Regions from separate parts of the Sus scrofa genome. Here all the other regions are linked to region 1. A link is a contact called in public Hi-C data. All regions are on one chromosome and are shown on one strand. Each heading gives the region's core, a stretch centred on a gene start, on an enhancer-like site or on the middle of the called end of the contact. The rest is flanking DNA. Distances are from core to core; before and after follow the strand shown. Region 1 holds the start of TSPAN14 (tetraspanin-14). Region 2 overlaps TSPAN14 (tetraspanin-14). Region 3 holds the start of FAM213A (family with sequence similarity 213 member A).

Region 1 (4,451 bases), core at 280-2,779:
ATTTTAGTGAGGCCACCATTCAGTCCAAGCTACCATTAGCTTTAGCTGGGGCTGCCACAGCAGTCTAATTGTCCCCTTGCTTTTATTTTTGCCTGCCACCCACCCAATTTATGCTTTACACAGCAGAAAATCAAAACACGTTAGTCCTCTGCATAAAACCATTCAATGGTTTAATTAAAAGGTCTCCATTCCTAGGAGTTCCCGCTGTGGCACAGTGGGTTAAGAATCTGACTGCAGGGAGTTCCTGTTGTCCTGGCTCAGCAGAAACGAATGTGACTAGTATCAATGAGGACGAAGATTTGATTCTGACCTTGCTCAGTGGGTTAAGGATCTGGCATTGCTGTGAGCTGTAGTGTAGGTTGCAGACGTGACTCAGATCTGGCATTGCTGTGACTGTGGTGTAGGCCGGCAGCTACAGCTCCCATTCGACCCCAGTCAGGGAATCTCCATATGCCTCATGTGTGGCCATAAAAAGACCAAAAAAAAAAAAAAGAATCTGATTGCAGTGGCTTGGGTCACTGTGGGAGGCACTGGTTTGATGCCCTGGGCAGAGGGTTGAGAATTCAGCATTGCCACAGCTGCTGCGTAGGTCGCAGCTGTAGCTGGGATTCAATCCCTGGCCCAGGAACTTCCATAAGCCGCAGGTGTGGTCATTAAAAAAAAAGTCTCTATTCCTAGATACAGTCTTGCATGGCCTGGCCCCTGCCCATCTCCCCACTTCATCCTGGTCCTCTTTCCCAGGCTTGCAACTCTGGACACACAGGTTTTCTTTCAGCTCCTTGACACATGCACAGCTTACCTTTCTCAAGGCCTAGGCACAAACTGTTCTTGACTTGGAATGTCTCTGCCTGGCTCTTCCCAAGGATATCTCCTCATTCTTTTGACTTCATTTTCAACATCACCTCCTCAAAAGACATTCTCCCTGCTGTCGTCACCTAAAGTAACTCTTGTTCTCTATTCCAGTCCCTTGTTTTTGTTCCAGCATTTACTTTAACTTGCAAGTACTTGTCTTCTCCACCAAAAATCTGCTTTATAGAGCAAGAGGCCTTAGTTGTCTTGTTTACTGCTGTATCCCCAGCATCAAAAGAGGGCCTGGCACAGATCAGGCATTCAATCAAACATTCTCTTTCTGCTTAAGGACAAATGGGTGGGTAGGTTCCCCAAGGTCTCTGAGCTGCCTGGGGTGTCACAGGCAGGCTGCATCCCCCTTAATTTAAGACAAACAACCAAAACCAACCCAAAACTGGGAATGGACTGAACAGTTGCTTTTCACGATCTCCTCCTTACATTGGACTTAACCTTTTGGTTGCTTTTACTACAATGTGGTGCAACTAGTCTCTTGGCCCAGTTTTAACAGACCCAGCAGAACAAATCACCTCCACCTGAATGTGTTTAAGGATCAGCGTGGTGTGCCTGGGCCTCATTTTTTAGATAGTTGGGTTGAGACCCCAGAGCCCAGCCAGCAGTGTGAATACCTCCACCACAGGCTGTACCTGCAGTCCTCCACACTTCCCTCTCAAGAATTCTCTCAGCCATCTCCTTAAGAAGGTGAGGGACAAACCTAGGCCGGCTGTCCGAAGAAAGCGTGGTATTTTTAGCACAAAGACTACAAGGAGCCAGTCTTTACGGCCAGGTTTGCACAAAAATAAATGTTAATTTACTACCTTTGTCTTAAAGCCTACCCCCACCGCCAGTCTCTGAGGCCCGGCAGGACCGCTTCCAGTATTTTCAGTTCAGCCATTTTTCTAACCCTGAGCTCACCTCTCTACCCAGTCAACCCCGTAGCCTCAAGGTGTGCTTCCCTTCGGCCCCCACAATTCGAGCGTCTCCTAGGCTGGAGGAGTTCCGCCAGGGTCAGAGACAAGGCTGGTGTGGCCTCCGCGCGCCTCCGCCTATCACCTCAGCCCCCAACATTGGGTGAGTGTAAGCGCTCTGCCCGCGCGGCGCACCCACTGGGTTAGCGCGGAGCCGGGCTGCCCCCGCCTCCGGCCCCGCCCAAAGCGGGACAAAGGGGCGGGTCGGGGACTAGGCCCGTAGGCTCTGCTGAGGCGGGGGGCTGGAAGGCCGGGCGGGGCGGGGGCGGGACGATCGGCGGGGGCGGGGCGACGAAGGGCGGGGCCGCGCCGGCGGCGCAGGGAAGTGGCGCCCCTTTCTGGGACGCCGCCGGGCGCCGCGCCCCCGGCCCCGCCCCTCGGCGCCCCGCCCCCGCGCTCGGACGGCCTGAGTCGCGCCCTCCCGCCCCGCGCCGCCTAACTTGCTATAACTTCCTCGGCCGAACCCGGCCGCGCCGCCGCTGCCGCTGCCGACGCTGCCGCTGCGCCCGGGTAAGTACAACGCCGAGCCCTTGCTGGAGCATCGGGCCTTGCCCCCCCATTGTCTGAGGCCAACACCCCCGAGCGCCCTCTGGGGACTAGGATTGATCGCCAGGTCCGGGCTCGTTCCCTCCGGATCCCTCGCCCCTTCCCCGGGGCGGCCCGGCGGGCGGCGCTGGCTTTGTCTGCCCAGATCGCCCGCGAGGGGCTGGAGGCCTTGGCCCGGACCCCTTTGAGCCGAACTCGGGCGCCCAGCAGAGTGAAAGCAGCAGCAGGAGACTCGGCTGGCGCTCGAGGTTCCTTCGCCTTTGCTCTGTCCGCCTCCCCAGTCGGGTGCGCTCTGGGGCTGGGCGGGGGTAGGAGCGACCCGGGAGGGAGGGGCCGGACCGCCGCCGTTCAGGGTTCTGCCCCTCTCCCCAGCTTCGAGCCCTGGGACGAGCACTCCTTTTGGCTCCGGCACGGACCCTCGGCCGCCCGGAGCTCGAGCCGGGGTAGAGAGGGTGGCGCGGACCGGGGAGGGAGGTCCCCTCCCCCGCCCCGCCTTGAGTGTGCTCCAAGTCGCCCACCCCGGCGGTGTGTCTCACTCTACCCTGCACAGATTCAGGGCGGCCAGAGATTGAGTAGGTGGTGATTCACCTTCTCCGTGTTGGTCGTTTGGGATTGTGCTTGGGAGCAAAGCCCGTCTCCTGACGTAACTGGAGCTTCAGTCGAGTTGGGTCTGTGGCTCCAGAGTTGGCTCGTCCCGGGCCGCTGCTTCTTGTCGGGGAGTGATGGTGGTGCAGGTGGGTTCGGTGTGTGTTTGTGTGTGTGTGTTTAGGGACTTGGAGTGGGACACATCTGGGAGACACGAAGTTGGTCTCCGGCTAGGAAGCAGTCAGTGCTGTGGGGAGTCGCCGGGAAGTGGTTGGATCGGTGCTGGCCTGGCGACTGGCTGCAGACCGGTGATGAGTTCGGCCGTGTGTACCAGCTTGATGACTGTCCCCCGTGCTGTTGTCTAGGGTGACGAAGTCTTTCTGGGCCATGAGTATAGGGCATTGGGTTGGCAACTCTGCAGGTGTGCTCGCCGGGGTTTGCTATGTAGGAGTCCTCCTCCTTTCAGAGATGTGGGTTGTCCTTGGGCTGATAGGAGTGGGTGGAGCTTGCCAAATCTTCAAAAGTAGACTTTCCCCTTCCCCTTGACCTCCAGGTAGGGGAAGTTACTGCCTGCAGAGTGCCTGGGTTACCCTTCCCTGATTTTGAAGGGAATCCTGGGGCCTAGGCGGGCAGAGCACCCCAGCACCCCTACATCCCCTCAATATTCAGCTAGCCCTGTGGAAGGCCCAAGCACCCTTGTTTTCCAGGGATCCTCCTAGGCCCTGGCACCCTCAGAATGAAGCCCATATTCCTCCATAATGGCCCCATATGCCCTTCTGGCTCCTCTCAGCTGTCCCCAAGCTTTATCCCATCACGAGGATCCATAATATCTGGGAGACAGGCCTTGGAAGCCCAGGCTACCAGGCGATTTCCCCTCCCCTCTTATTGCGCTATCCTTTGTTGCACCCCTCTTCTGTTGGAAAATTTCTTGATCTCTCCATCCCTACATCTCTCAAATCCACTGCTTGGACCACCAAACATGGTCTTCAGTTTGTTCAACAAAGCATGGCTGAGAGTCTGGGGGCTTCCAGATGCTGTTGCAAGCACTGTTCCAGACTCATGGCTCCCTGATTGGCTGGCAGGTCTTTGTGGTCTTAGATCCCAGGATGGACATGTAGCAGTGCTCTGTAGTGTTTATTAATACAAGCTTGACCTCAGCTTAGCAACATTATTCAGGCAAACAGGAGTTGAAGCTCATGGTGTGTCTGGAGGTTTGTGGCTGCCTCCAGGAAGAAAGGGCATGAAGAGGAAAGGGCTGCAGAAGGCTTGGCTACCCGGGGAACTAACCCCCTTTACCAGCTGGGCAGTGAGCAGATCTCTGAGAACAGGTGAGGGCGGCCTCCCTTCCTGTGTTTGGGAATAGGAGGACAAAGCTCATGCCCTGTGTGGGAGGGGAGGGAACCTCACCCTGCAGGTCCTGGTAGTAGTGAATTTCCCATGGAGGCCAGGGAACAGGGAGTTCTGGAAGCTCTGGGTTGTAGAAGCGATTCCTGAGGCCTCACTCTA
Region 2 (4,011 bases), core at 1,332-3,831, 47 kb after region 1:
GAACAGGGATCAAGCTAGGTAGAAAGATTAATCATCAACTGGATGGGGAACGTGGTTCTGTGGGACTCGGCTTCAGAGGTTCGGTCTTGCCCCCCAGCCCATGTTCTGCTTTGTCAAGGGGGTTGGGGGATCAGGTCTTGGCAAGGCTTTTTCACGCAGGGTCCACAGACTGCTGGGGGAACCAGCGGTAAAGATTCTGTGAAGTCTCTGAAATTCCCTCCAAAATATTGCACCATGTGCACATTTTCTGAGAGCGGCCTGTGGTCCAGAGGAGGGTGGAAACGCCCGGGGCTTTCTCTGAAGGGCTTTCCTCTCCTGCCAGCCTCCTGGGGCTCACAGTGACTACAGTAGGCAGAGAAGACACTGGGAGAGCTGCCGTCACAGAGGCACCCAGCCCTGTTGTTTATCTTGAGGTACTGATACATGGCAGCGAAATGCCAGCAGAGTTAAAAAGAAGTTAAGCACAAAAATAGGGGGCTGCTTAATTGGCAGAGACCACAAGGTGTTTGCTTTCTCTGGAAAAATCCTCTCTGGTATAAGAACCTGTGAGGTGGATCTGGGGGGCCCTTTTTGTCTTGGTGCATGGGAGGCAGCTTAGCTGCTGTGGATTCCTGTGGGTGGGAGGTCAGGGTTTGGGAGACACTACTATTCTGGGGTGAACACGTGGCTCAGGGCAGGCCTCCTTTAATTAATTCAGTGACATAATGGAGTGTTTCTTCAAGCACAGCCGTACACCCGGCGGAGTGTAAGGGCCACTCCTACAAAATGGCCTGGGCAGTTGCTTGTCTGTGCTTGGAGTCTGTCTCCAGGGCTGGAGGCCTCAGGGGCACCCTGCCCTCTCAGAGCCTCACCTGCCCTGGGAGCCCATGAAGGCACCTGGGGCCACCAGCCATCGTCACAAGGGGCCATGTCTTCTTGCACACCAGGTAGTGCATCAAAAGAAGTAGTGGGGGAGTTCCCGTCGTGGCTCAGTGGTTAACAAAGCTGACTAGCATCCATGAGGACTCGAGTTCGATCCCTGGCCTCACTCAGTGGGTTAAAGATCTGGTGTTGCTGTGAGCTGTGGTGTAGGTCGCAGACGCGGCTCAGATCCCATGTTGCTGTGGCTGTGGCATAGGCTGGTGGCTACAGCTCCGATTAGACCCATAGCCTGGGAACCTCCATATGCTGTGGGTTCAGTCCTAAAAAAGACATAACGACAAAAAAAAAAAAAAAAAAAAAAAAAAAGAAAAGAAAAAAAGGAGTGGGGGCCTTGCAGAAAGGGGAAGAAACGTATTGTTCTGATGTCTCTGACTCCATAGTCTCTCCAAGACAGACTGCTCCAAGGTCTTTGTCTCTGTTCTCTGGCGTGTGGGGCCCACTGGGGTTGAAGGAGTTTGTCAGGGAAGGTAGGTGTGGGTTATCTGAAGAGCGTCACCATCCCTTTGTTCAGGTGTAGAGTCCCTGCCATGTGCAGGGGCCATTGGGCTGCCCTGCTCTTGCTCCAAGCAGCAGAGACATGAGCCAGAAACCTCCCCCTCCTAGCAGTGAGGACCCTCCTCTGAGAAGCACTTTTGTGGAGCTGGTTTCCCACCTAACTTTATTTCTCTCTCTCTTTCTCTCACATTTCCCCCTGCCCCTGCTCAGTTGGCTGGAGTTGTCTTCCTCGGAGTTGGACTATGGGCATGGAGCGAAAAGGTAGGTGTGACTGTCACCAGGACCCTGAGCATCAAGCCGCCCAAATCAGGCTCCTTCAGCTTTAACTGTCCCTCCCTCCATACTCCTCCCTGACAGAGCATCTCTTGTGTGAGATAATGATTTACACTCATTAATCTTTATACAGAGCTTTCTTTTGGAAGTTACTGAATGTATCATAAAAACTCCTGGGGTCTTGTGGCTGGCTCTGCTTCCCTGTGGTTGGGTCATTGCTAGAGGCCAAAGCTAGGCTGGTTGGGATTTTGAACCCTGTGGGTGTGGAGTGCCCTCTCCTGTTCCCAGAAGCTCCAAGTCACCCTGGGGCTAGTTTGCAGCTGTATCCAGGGCAGACCTGGGGCTACCTTCTGAATGGACCCTGTCTGTGCCTCTGGGAGCCAGCAGGTCCCTGAGCACAGTTGTGTTGATACCTGAATCTTTTGTTCTCACAGAAAGGACTCCCAAATCAGGCATGTGCCCCTGGGTGCCCTGTGGGATAGGGACAGGTCTAAAGCTAAAGCACCTGTGAGCTCTTTGCCCACCCTGTGGAAGAGAGAAGAGGAGGGGAGATCGGGTTCTCTTACTGTCCGAAAGGGCAAGGGGCAGTTGGAACTCCAAGGAGGGGACTAGATCAGATGTGGGCAGGGGGGAGCTGTAGTGCCACCTTCTGCTCTGTGGGTGTGTGGGTGCTGGGGAGGTGGCGAGGCCAGGCAGGAAACAGTGGGAGCTAAAACCTCCTCTTGAACCTCTTTTTGCTTCCAGGAGAAGGAAGCAGGAGTGCTCAGGTCTGTGGGCTTTCTTGCCATGGTCTTCAGAACTGGATAAGGTCCACCTTTGAGTTTGGGCCCCTTTAAGAGCATGCTGAGCTATTTCACTTTGCCCCAGTGACTGCGAAGTTGATGCAAACCATGACTTACTGCGCCACCGTGTGATCACCTCGGAACAGCAGCTCAGTTGCTGCTGAGCCTGACTATCCTGAGCTAGCCCCATGCTTGGCTATTCTGGCTGCCTGATTCCAGCTGGGTGCCCGGTTTGGCTGCTCTTTTCTCCTTCCTCTTTTGAATCCTAGAACTGCTCTATCTGAGCCATTTGGTTGCCATTAGCCAGACGTGACTAATTATATATAAATAGTTTAAATGAAAAACAAATTAAAATTTGGTTCTTTGGTTCCACTAGCCCACATTTCGAGGGCCCAGTAGCACATGTGACCAGTGGCTACCATTTGGAATAGTGCAGATATACAAAATCTCCATTATCACAAAAAGGTAATGGACAGTGCTACCTTTATCTGTCCTTGGTGGATGCATATTTCACAAGTGTGTTCATACTGAAGTTGTTTTTCATCTCAGGATAGTGGGGTTCTCCATGAATTGGATGCTACGTCAGCTGCCAGAGGCCAGGGCCCTGGGATGCCTTGACCACAGGCCACAGGGCCCCCTCCCATCCCAGGCCTGGCGTAGGTACCCTGCAGGCTACAAAAGAAGTATGGGTTCTGTCTGGGAGGAACTCACAGCGTAGATGGAGACCAGGAGTAGGAGGGCAGCAGGGGGTGCTGAGGTGGGCAAAGTTCTGCCAGGCAGTGGGGCCATGCTCTGACCTGGCTTTTACTGAGAAGATTGAGCCTTGGAAGGCAGGTCCCTGTCCTCATTTAGTTCCCCACACAGCTGCTTTCCCTACCCACACCCTTGACTCTCTTCGAGGCTTATATAACCCTGCTTTTTCTGCCTTTTTCAGGGGGTGCTGTCCGACCTCACCAAAGTGACCCGGATGCATGGGATTGACCCTGTGGTGCTGGTCCTGATGGTGGGCGTGGTGATGTTCACACTGGGCTTTGCTGGCTGCGTGGGGGCCCTTCGGGAGAACATCTGCCTGCTCAACTTTGTGAGTGGCCCCAGGTGTGGGGGTGGGAGGAGATCCGGAGGTGGGGGGTAGGCTCTGCTGGGCAGGCTTAGCCCTTACCTAGAGGGGGTAGCAGCTCTGATGAGCCTCCCCCAGGATCTGGCAGTGGTGGGCCACCATTTGTACCCTGCTGCCCACCAAAAGGTAAGATTTCAGGAAAAGATAAGATGAACTAGCTGCTTCCTGGGAGAAGCTGGGCCCTCTGGTTTTCAGCTCCTAGTAGGTGGAGTTGACTGCTTGCCGGGCCTGCTCCCCTCCCACTCCCTTGCCTTTTATCTACCCACAGACATTCTAAAGGAGTTGTTTGTTTGCTACTCACCTTTGCCCTTCCTGGCTAAGATCAAAGGACATTGTCCGGAATGTTAGGAAATCTTTTCCCTCCTCTAGGCTCCAGGGAATCTGTTGGGTATGCAGTGCAGAATCCTTAATTTCCTGGCAGAA
Region 3 (3,933 bases), core at 1,406-3,905, 56 kb before region 1:
CCTGCCCCAGGGGATTTGTGAGGGACAGACCTCGAGAGGGTAACATAGCTAAATTATCTAAGTTGTTACAGAGCTCCTAGTTAACCTTAATTTCTACCCCCTTAAATTCAAAATCTAAGTTATTCCCTGGATTTGCAACATCAAAAATACTTTTCTCTTTAAAACTTGGCAGACTGGTGGGTTTATTTTTGTTTCTAATCCTTGAGTTTTGCAAGTTTTCCTGTGCCTACTTGCCTGTAACTTATTCTTCAGCCTGTGCCTTCTCAAATTGAGACTGCGAGGAGTGTGTTAATTAGCTATCAGATCTAGCCTGGCTTTTGAAGTCCAGAGCTTTGGAATGCTACAAAAGTGTAAATATAATCATGGCTTTTTGCATTTGGTAATTACACCACAGTGGAAACTTCAGGGACCTCCCACCCCAGGATTCTGCTACTCATGACCCCTGAATGGTTCTGTCATTAATATTCAGTCTCTGGGGACCCATACCCAAGGGAAATGGCTTCCTGTTCCATTCTAAGTGGCCTTTCCTGCACCCTTTCTCCCTGTTGACCAAATATCCTATTTCAGGACAGTCAGAATAAGTTCTCTCCCCCTCCCCCCTTCACAGGGTAAGGTATTAAGCAGGACAGATAAAGGCCCTCTGGTGGTAAACTGTCCTCTTGTGACTACACCAACACTGTATCAAATTCTGCCAAATGTTTCAGGCCTTCAAATCAAATACCTACTCCTGCCAGAAGGCTGCATGATTGCTCTCACCTCCAATCTAGAAACACCCTCTCTTTCACAACACTTCCCAAGTACACCTCCGAGCTGGCCTTGGAACAGGCTCTGGGGTTGAAAATAAGCAGGACCCCGGAGTTCCTGTTTTGGCTGAGTGGGTTACAAACCCAACTAGTATCCGTGAGGAGGCGGGTTCGATCCCTGGCCTCACTCTGTGTGTTAAGGATCTGGCGTTGCTGTGGCTGTAGTGTAGGCCAGCTGCTGCGGCTCCAATTTGACCCCTGGCCTGGGAACTTCCATATGCCGTGAGTGCAGCCATAAAAAGACCAAAAAAAAAGCAAATGAGCAGGACTCTATGGGGCTCCCAGGCAAGAATAGGCCTCAGTTCAAACAGTTACTAGTCAGGGAAGGGAGAGGATTCAAAGACCAGTCCAGAAACAACAGTGCAGCCTTAGGGCAGGGTCCTGGCAAGGAATATGCATAACACTATCTTTGAGTTCTTCTGCAGAACTAAAACCCCCAACAAATGAAAGATGTTAACTACTTGATGAAGCATTCTATAGTCCAAAAAGGAGGAGGACTACCAGAATCAGTTCCAGGGCCACTAAACACCAGCTGTGAAGAATACAAGCTTGCATCTCCTCTGATCCTTATCTGTGGCCCTATTTTCCACTCCCAAACTTTAAGACCCCTTCCTATTCACTCCCAAAGGAGGACACATTCTTTAGGGTATTAGACTGCTGTGGCCTCCTTTGCCTGGCAAAGCAATAAAGCAATTTTTTTCTCCTTCACCCAAAATTCTTGTCTCTGAATTTCTGTTTAGCACTTGTGGGCATAGGCAGAGTTTCTGCACCAGGGTCCCAGAGATGAAGCAAAGGAACTTAGAAGCTGGTTAGGGACTGATGAATCTCTTTGGGGTTTTTTTGTTTTGTTTTTGGTGGAGCCTGTGGCATGTGGGAATTCCCAGGCCAGGGATTGAACCCTCACCACAGCAGGGATCCCAGCCACTGTGACATGGGATCCTTAACCAGCTGTGTCACAACGGAACTCCAAGTAGTGATCTCTTGAATGGATTCTATTGACCCATAAATTTACAAGCAATCGGGAATCTGCATGGGAGGTCAGAAGGGTGAATCAAGAAAGCTTTTGGACTTTTTACACCAGTAGGCAGTTGCCAGGTGAACTCAGGGGAGCCAACTGCAGGCAGAGAGCCACCTCTGATCAGTGGGTGTCTCAGCCTAACTTTGCTATTTCATTGTACACTGCCTGTGACTGATCAGTTGAACCAGCGATACTGTGAATCATTCCTCCTGTCTCCGAAAAGGTGTTCTTTCAACCGCCTGCGTTTACAAAACAGTGTGGACACTCAACATACCACGAGTAAATATGTAGATGAACAATGTGGGTCAAACTAGACCTTGACTTCTCAATCTGTGAAATCAGGCAACATTCCAGGAACCAGTGGTCCAGCCGCCACTCACCATCCTCTGCCAAAGAGCCAGCATTTTGCGGGTGAAAGAGGTTGCGGGATGCTGTCAGATGCTGGCAAAATTCTGAATTTGTTCCTAAAGATTTAAGGGACACTCACCGGAATGCGTCGGTCCTAAAGACTCCCCCTCCCCATGCCAAAAAACAGAACAAGCTGTCCAAAAATAACTGCTCAAAAACTCGCTGAGGACTAAATGGGGATTGTCCTCAGCTACAGGACTTCCAGATCCAAGTAGAGCCTCCTTTTGCTCCAGAAGGCGCTCCTAGTGATAGGAGTCTAGGGTCACCACTCCCGAAGGACTGAACGGAGCTAGAGCTTTGAGAAAGAGCACAGTGCTGCAGAGTGTCGGACGCGCGCTGGCAGCCGGCGACAGCTCCACAGTGGCGCTGGCACGGAGCCACTGAGGGGCGGGGCTGATCACGTGAGGGAGGCGCGCGGGGCGGCGCAGGCGCGATCCTGCGCAGGCGCGGGGGCCACCCCTGGGACCCCTGGGCCTGGGGAAGGTTTGGTCCGCCACCCCCCACGGCGTCCTGTGTTGCGAGAGGAGGCGGGAGGGACGGAAACTCCAGCGGTACGTAAGGCGCTCAGGACTCTGCGAGGCACGTGACGTCCGCGAAGGCAGGTGAGGAAACTGAGGCAGGGCGGGGCGATCGAGATTGATGGGCGCGCGTGGGTGGGCTGGACACCTGGCAGGTTAGGTCCGCCCTTCGGGAGGCGCACCTGCAGGGCCGGATCCAGGACCCTATTTGCCTCTGTGAGTGACGTCCCTCTCTCCCCAGCGCTCTGCGCTCCTTGGGAAAACCCCGTGTTTGCGGTCAGAAGACCGGGAGCCGGGAGCCGGCACTGATCGTCTAGCCAAGAACGCCCCCTCTTTCCAACCCCCAGCGGCCCCGGGGTTTGAGAGAGGCTGATGGCAACGACCCGTCTGGGTAGTTTGGTCAAAGAACCGAGAAAGGGACTCTGCCCTGGCGCGTCCGTCTTGCGGGGCCGAACCTGGGATGGGCCTGGGGGGCTGCCTGGGGGTGGCCAACTGTACAGCCGGCGATGTGCAGGTGGAGACCGAGAGCTAGGTCATCCTGGGCCCTGTGCTTGCATAGGGTCCTGTATTTTATGGGGCCGCGATTTCCTGCTTTTTTAATAGTCTCAGAGGCACCTGTTTTGCCTCTTTCCCCCAAAGGTTCAAACCCCTGACAACTTTGAAAAGAGCCCAACTGTAAAACATTGTGCTGAAGTCTGGGAATGAAAAGTCGAACAAGGCATCGGTGATTGGTCTGGACAGTCTCTCCTCAAGGTTGTTGCGGGGATCAGAGCTGAAGAAGATGGTTAAGGACCAGGCTGGCAGGGGTTGTGGGGAGGGGCAGAAGCCGAGCTGGGTTTCAGTCCCAGCTGACTTTGGGTCTCTTTTCCTTACCACACCAGGCTTTTCTAGCCCAACTAAACTAGCTCTCAATCTAGTTTTTTTTTTTTTTTTTTTTCTTTGTGCTTGGCAGATGACTAAAAACAGAAAATACTTACTTCAGATTTATTTGGGAAAGCATTATCCACGAGCCAGCCTGTATAGTCTCTGATATTCTCGCTTCAGTCCTGTTCTGGAGACTGAGAATTGGGATCCAGAAACCTAGACTCCTTGGAACATACCCAGTCATCAGAAACCCATCATTTCGTGTACAAACAACATTTTAGGGGCAATCATTGACTAATCTAGAAGTGAGCAAGAATTATAC

The links. Hi-C and Micro-C count contacts between places; a contact is called where the count stands out from the background.
Region 2: a Hi-C map of skeletal muscle shows a contact between it and region 1, with 5 times the contacts expected there. The contact joins the enhancer-like site here to the promoter of TSPAN14 in region 1. A contact is called at or near these places in 3 of 5 promoter capture datasets (fetal liver and liver), 33 of 47 Hi-C or Micro-C datasets (adipose tissue, alveolar macrophages, blood and 14 more) and 2 of 2 datasets of contacts at active chromatin or transcription factors (alveolar macrophages and skeletal muscle).
Region 3: a Hi-C map of liver shows a contact between it and region 1, with 2.1 times the contacts expected there. The contact joins the promoter of FAM213A here to the promoter of TSPAN14 in region 1. A contact is called at or near these places in 2 of 5 promoter capture datasets (fetal liver and liver), 23 of 47 Hi-C or Micro-C datasets (adipocytes, adipose tissue, alveolar macrophages and 12 more) and 2 of 2 datasets of contacts at active chromatin or transcription factors (alveolar macrophages and skeletal muscle).

The regions. Positions count from the first base shown.
Region 1 is chr14:82,304,065-82,308,515 of Sscrofa11.1, forward strand. It overlaps TSPAN14 (tetraspanin-14), which reads left to right and starts at 1,530. Exons shown (of 9, transcript XM_021074409.1): 1 at 1,530-1,548. LOC102167252 (a long non-coding RNA gene) reads right to left here and starts at 1,538. Exons shown (of 4, transcript XR_001301044.2): 1 at 800-1,538.
Region 2 is chr14:82,350,345-82,354,355 of Sscrofa11.1, forward strand. TSPAN14 (tetraspanin-14) reads left to right here. Exons shown (of 9, transcript XM_021074409.1): 3 at 1,627-1,677; 4 at 3,406-3,552. Among named protein-coding and RNA genes, the nearest start is that of SH2D4B, 26 kb to the right of the region's middle. Within about 2 kb of position 2,582, at least 25 of the 83 cell types and tissues checked have an H3K27ac peak or open chromatin away from gene starts, as enhancers often do. A contact at or near this core is called in adipose tissue, alveolar macrophages, fetal liver and 4 more, where this site is marked.
Region 3 is chr14:82,246,823-82,250,755 of Sscrofa11.1, forward strand. FAM213A (family with sequence similarity 213 member A) reads left to right here and starts at 2,656. Exons shown (of 6, transcript NM_001244375.1): 1 at 2,656-2,831. LOC106506062 (a long non-coding RNA gene) reads right to left here and starts at 2,527. Exons shown (of 3, transcript XR_001301043.2): 1 at 2,309-2,527.